Linked DNA regions of Ovis aries: region 1 is linked to region 2. Evidence: chromatin contacts called from public Hi-C data. All regions are on one chromosome and are shown on one strand. Each heading gives the region's core, a stretch centred on a gene start, on an enhancer-like site or on the middle of the called end of the contact. The rest is flanking DNA. Distances are from core to core; before and after follow the strand shown.

The links. A called contact is a pair of places that touch in the nucleus more often than the background predicts.
Region 1: a Hi-C map of tail adipose tissue shows a contact between it and region 2, with 2.5 times the contacts expected there. The contact joins the promoter of PELI1 here to the enhancer-like site in region 2. A contact is called at or near these places in 4 of 16 Hi-C or Micro-C datasets (hypothalamus, muscle, omental adipose tissue and 1 more).

The regions. Positions count from the first base shown.
Region 1 is chr3:44,147,111-44,149,954 of ARS-UI_Ramb_v3.0, reverse strand. It overlaps PELI1 (pellino E3 ubiquitin protein ligase 1), which reads right to left and starts at 1,495. Exons shown (of 9, transcript XM_060412042.1): 1 at 1,169-1,495.
Region 2 is chr3:43,978,637-43,981,576 of ARS-UI_Ramb_v3.0, reverse strand. It overlaps LOC121819030 (a long non-coding RNA gene), which reads left to right. Exons shown (of 4, transcript XR_009599813.1): 4 at 1-1,047. Among named protein-coding and RNA genes, the nearest start is that of LGALSL, 120 kb to the right of the region's middle. Within about 2 kb of position 1,371, at least 2 of the 54 cell types and tissues checked have an H3K27ac peak or open chromatin away from gene starts, as enhancers often do.

The DNA of each region.
Region 1 (2,844 bases), core at 246-2,745, 170 kb before region 2:
AAAAAATAACATTCTGCAGACTAAGAGAAGTACACCGTCTTTGAACCAAAACAAATAGATGACCTTTTCGTATATTTAAAGCTTCAGTTCTTGGCACAACCAGCACCTTATGGATAAAGCGCTCACTCAATTATCTGATGACTAAACGATGGGAAAGCTGTTGGTGCTATTAAAACCAAGACACATTTCCTTGTGTGCAGTGATTAAAATCTGTGAAGCCTACGTTAAAAAGTCTGTCCTCCCACCCCCATCCCCCATCCCTGCTAGTCTGCCTTGTAAGAAACCTACATGTACAAAAACCAAAACTAGATGGGTGAGTTTATGATCACAGTATTTTCCCCACTCCGGGCATTTTTCAAGAGACTTTTGAGGTTTTAAAATTCAAACACTATGTAAGAAGAGTTATGGTTTGAACTACCTAACAAGTACCCCGACCTCTTTTAGACTTTAGTTAGCCTATACGTAAAAGGAACATCTTTAACTTTTCCACGGGGCACTGGAGAACGAGTTCTTACTCATAAATGCTTTCAGGTCTTCAGACACCAGGTGCGGTGGAGGAGCAAGCTCTTCTGAACCTCAGTTTACCCACTTACAGAAACGGGCTTATTAACTTGTTTCGTCGGGGCCCCGGAGGTGTAATTAATTAATGTTTTTAAGTGCTCTGTGATCCAGAGATGAAAGGAAACGCGAGGGACACGCAGAGATGATGACAATAATCATAATAAAAAGAATGACTAACTTGGAAGTCTGTGTTATGTAAGGAAAGGAAAAAGAAGTTATCAGTTTCGCACAAACAAAAGAAAAGCCCACCACCCCTTTTGTTTCCCTTTGGTTTCGGTCTCGCTCCCAGCCCCCGCGGAGCTCCCCTCCGGCAGCTGGCGACCCTACCCCGGGCGCGGGGCTCGGACTTGGCCACCCTCGCGCCCGCTCCCAGGCAGAGGGGGAGGGCGCGCCGGGCAGGCTCCTGACAAAGGCGCTTCCTCCTGCGAGGGCGCGGGATGCCGGCGCCGCAAACTCCGCTCCCGGCCGCCTCCGGCGCGGGGGCGCGCAGGCGGGCGGGGAGAGCCGGCCGGCCGGCCGCCCCGGTAAGCCGCTGAGGAAGTTGCGCGCCTGCCTGGCCCGCACCCCTCGGCGGCCCCGCCGCGACCCCTCCTGCGGCCACACTCACCGGACAATTGCTGGTGGCCGGAATTCCCAGCACGGCCCCGAGACACGGAGCGAGGGGGGAGAAGTGTGCGTGCGCGGGCAGCGCGAGCAGACAGCCCGGCGTTCCGCCGCCGCCTTGTTCGCCAGCCGGCCGAGCCCAACGAGGGGAAGTTGGCCGCGGAGCCGAACGCTGGAGAAGCCGCGGGCGGAGGAAGAGCCGCGGGATCCGCCTTGTGATGCGCTCCAGGAGGGCTCGAGGCAAATCCGAACGCGCGGCGAGGCTGCTGCTGCTGCTGGAGGCGGCGGCGGCGGCGGCGCCCCCCGACGGTTCCACCGCCTCTGGGTCTCTGACCCACGCTCGGAGGGAGGGGAGGGGACTAGCGGGGGGGCGGGACTGGAGGGAGGGGACAGGGCAGGGCCACAGAGGGAGGCGGTGCGGCGGCGCCGAGCGGTCTCTTGGGAGTTGTAGTTCTCCTCAAGAAAAAAGCTGTACATTGTTGTTGAGGACGCGTCTGCGTTCGCTCTGCAGTGCGCATGCTCGGGAGGGAGGCTCGGCCCTACTGTTACTATGGTCACCGACACACTAAGGAAGGGAACGTGTTAAGCGAGGCTGCTGACTGAACAAGGCCCTCCTTGTGTTATGGTACTGTTAAGGATCCCACTTTTGGCTAGTCCTTTAACTTCGCTCCACCCCCAGCTTCTAGACTCATCACGCCAACTGCCCAGTGAAATCTGACTTCCTCACCATATCTCGGTCTTCCCTGCTGCTTAATTTTATCCCATAAATTCAGGATCACAAATACCCATTTCCCTCCCTTCCCGCAAATGTATCCTCTCTGCCTTAAATTTAAGGTTCTTTGTTTGTTTGTTGTTTAACCTAAGACTTGTAGAAAGGTGTTAGTTGTTCAGTCATGTCGGATTCTTTGTGACCCCAAGGACTGTAGCCCCCTTCAGGCTCCTTGGGATTCTCCAGGCAAGAATACTGGATTGGGTAGCCTGTCCCTTCTCCAGGGGATCTTCCTGACCCGGAGGTGGAACCCAAGGCTTCTGCATTGCAGATTCTTTACCATCTGAGCCACCAGTTGCTTCCGATATCTTAATTAATTACGTTATAAAAGGGTTAGGAGCATCACCACTGTCAGATTCCCATCATTTCTTCACGCAGTCACATCCAACTTTAAGGCCAGCAAAGGTAAAGCTCAAGGTTAAGATCACTGTATCTTACTTCATCCATGTTAAAAAATTTCTTAAATTTTAAGGCCTACGATTTTCAAGAAATACAAATTTTATAAAGTAGAAGTTCAAAAGATAAGTGGAAAGTTGAAAATTGTTTGCTGTACGTACATTGACCAACTTTCAGTTGGCAATAAGAGAAGTCTGAACCAAGGTCTGAGTATGCTTTGGGGCTGGTCAGCTAAGTCTACGCCCATGTGGGACAGCCAGGTGTGAAGAGATGGTGGACGAGGGTGGTGCAAGGCAGGACATGTTACTGGATTCCAGAGAACTAAAGGCAACCTATCCCAAGATCTTTTGTTTTCCTTCTCTGCCTACCTAGAACCCCATACTCTGGAAGAAAAGGACTAGCGTTTAGAAATCAGAAACACAGGAAAAGCTGCGGTTTTCAGGTAGAGAGTTTCAAGGTCAAGGATCCTTGTGTTTGCAGACCCCATGATTAATATTCAAAAAACAGTTATTGAG
Region 2 (2,940 bases), core at 122-2,621:
GGGGCTCCAGCTCTCTCTTGCTCTGCTCTTTAATGTCCCCTTCAATGCAGGGAAAGCCTAACAGTGACAGATGACCACATTCTCAAGCTTTTTTAAGAATTCATGGGAAAAAATAATTACATATACTTGCAGAAGAGAGGGAGGTTATTCTCTCTAACTAATCCAGCCCTCAGGAGGAACATTCGTCTCAGACAATACTTGCTGGGAACATTCTGAGCCACCTGAGAACCCAAGCCAGTTCTTTATTCTGAAGGACTGCTGGAACCTTAGAGCTGGGTCGCTTTGTCCCCTTGACCTTTTGCTTCTGGGAGGTCTGTGACCTTAGATTTCCTTTCTTGAGATCAGGAATTCACACGCTGAGACATACTGTCGGAGCTGCTGGAGGCTAAAGGAGTGAGGGAGGAAGCCAAGGGTGTGGAAAAGTTTCAGCATTGGTCCCTCAAGTGAACATCTGCATTTGGGTTCTTTGGAAAGAGGGAGGAATCATGAAATTGCTAATTCTTAAATTTCGTGGGGTCACTGGCCTGTTTGAGAGTTTGAGACTGTCTCCTCAGAAAAATGCATGTACACACCAAAATCTACAAACATCTTAGAAAGTTCATGCACCCACTTAATTAAACTGTGTTACCATTTGACTTGGAGTCCCCAGTGATTGCCATGGCTTCAAAAAGTTTTATGAGAGAGCATTATCAGGCTTGAAGAAGTCCTCCGGGATCCCAAGCTCATTAAGCGCCAGGCTTCATAGAGGCCAGTTGTAGCCTGATGTCACAGCTTGTAGGCTCCATTTTCCCTCTTTTTTTTTTTTTTTTTTTTTCCTTTTTTGGATTTCTTTGTTTCTGGGAATATGAGGAACTCCTTCTCTAGAACGACACCCCAGGGATAAAGTCAGCCACATCCACCAGGCTGAGAAAATACCCGAAGGTTCAGCCAGGAGCACAAATTACCCTGATTGGAAGATAGGGAAATGAAAATGCATGAGAAATGAAAATGCATGAGGCTCAACTGCACAACTTTCAAATGAGAAAATAAAATTCCTGATTTGAAGTCTCCTTGGGGAGGTTCTTCTTTGCTCTGTGATGGGAACAAAAGGTTATTGCCTTGGTGGATGGCGGATGTTTTCTCATTAGCATGTGGGCGGCTTGATGAGAGGCTTCCTGAGGCCTCTTGGCTCAAGTGCAGGGACTGAAGTGTGAGTGGAGGGTGGAGTGAAGCGAGGAGGGGCCACACAGTCAGAGACTGGATTGTTACAACCTGTGCTGTCCGCTGGGGCTGCCATCTATGACACTTTGAGCTCTTCCTGCTTTGCCCAGGGCTGCATTTCCTGGGGCAGCTGGTGTTCATAGCTTTGGAAGCTCTGCGCATTCAGTCAGTAGTTCTCAGCCCTGGCTGTACATTAGGCCCCCCCCCCCCCCCCCCCCGCGCGAGAACATTAAAATCAGCACTGCCCAGACACTGCTCTTTGACTAGTCTGGAATGGATTCCAAGATTCCTGGAAATAAACACTCCCTGGGTGATTCCAGTGTCCACCTAGGGTAGAGAATCATCACTCTCAGTGTTGTTGAAACTATCGTAGGTTTTCTGAGGAGTTGTAGAGAATTTAGAAACTTAATAATCAGAGAAAAGCTAAAAGGACTGTTCCTTTAACAAACATGACTGCCTTAGAGAGAGAAAAATCATGTTGCCCAAGAAGGTTGACCAGGAAAACGGGCTGTGGGTACGTTTGTCCTCCTTTCAGTCCTTAAATAACAGATTCTGATCAGCTTTGGTAACAAAACTGAAGTTCTGTTAAACACTTAATGAGAGTTTCCAGAGAGAATTAATCAAGAATGAGTTTAATACTATTCCAATTAGGCATGGGTTAAATAATGCAAACCAAACAGAGATCAAGTAGCCTGTGGGAGTCCCTCTGGTCAGGGAGGGAGTGGCTGTGCTCTAAGGTGGGGAAGGGTGGCTGTGCACGTTACTTGGCAATAAAATCTGGTGAGTTTGCACTTCCTTACAGTTTAATATTATTCCAGTGAGGGTAAATGTCACTTTTCTTCCAACTAGATTATTCTTGTTTTTAGGAAGCAGGCAGAAAGTTAAGGGTGACCCCTGGAGACTGGTCAGTCATATATCAGAGCAATCAGTAAGTTGAAGGTTTTAATTCTGGTTCCCACAGAAGCATGCTCTAAAACAAGGATTATATTAAAGGGTAAGTAGTTCATTTGGAAGGTGATGCTAGGAACCATTGGAAAGACAATGGAGAAGGTAGAAGGGAAGAAAAGAAAGGGTATAGAGGATCTGTTATCAAGCAATTACCACTGAGGGCAACTGGGTTGCCATGCAACCATGCAGACGTGCCTCGGTCACCCTGACTGAGATGCAAGGAAGCTGGGCTGGTTATCCACCAAGTTCGCATCCACCATAGACTGAGGGCTACTTCTAGGATATTAACCCTCCTCTTCTGGCTATCAGGCCTAATGTGCTCCACTGGCCAGATAAAAGCTCTCAGAGACAGAGAGGCAGGTATGGGGAATAAGCAGCCTTCGGCGTACAGAGTTCATATGAGCAAGGCACTAACCGTGTCTGCTGCAGTGGATGAATACTGAGAGTAAAGTAGCCATCCACCCATCCATCCATCCACCCATCCACCCATCCCATAGAATCATGAGCAAGTGATGTGTGTGCTCAGTCGCTAAGTCCTATCTGACTCTGCGACCACATGGACTATAGTCCTCCAGGCTTCTCTGTCCATGGGATTTTCCAGGCAAGAATACTAGAATACAAGAGTGGGGTGCCATTTCCTCCTCCAAGGGATCTTCCCCACTCAGTGATTAAAGCTGCATCTCCTTCATCTCCTGCATTGGCAGGTGGATTCTTTACCACTGAGCCATCTGGGAAGCCCTCAATCAAGTGGCAGACATATACAGTTCAGATTAAGGGCTGCTTACATAGACG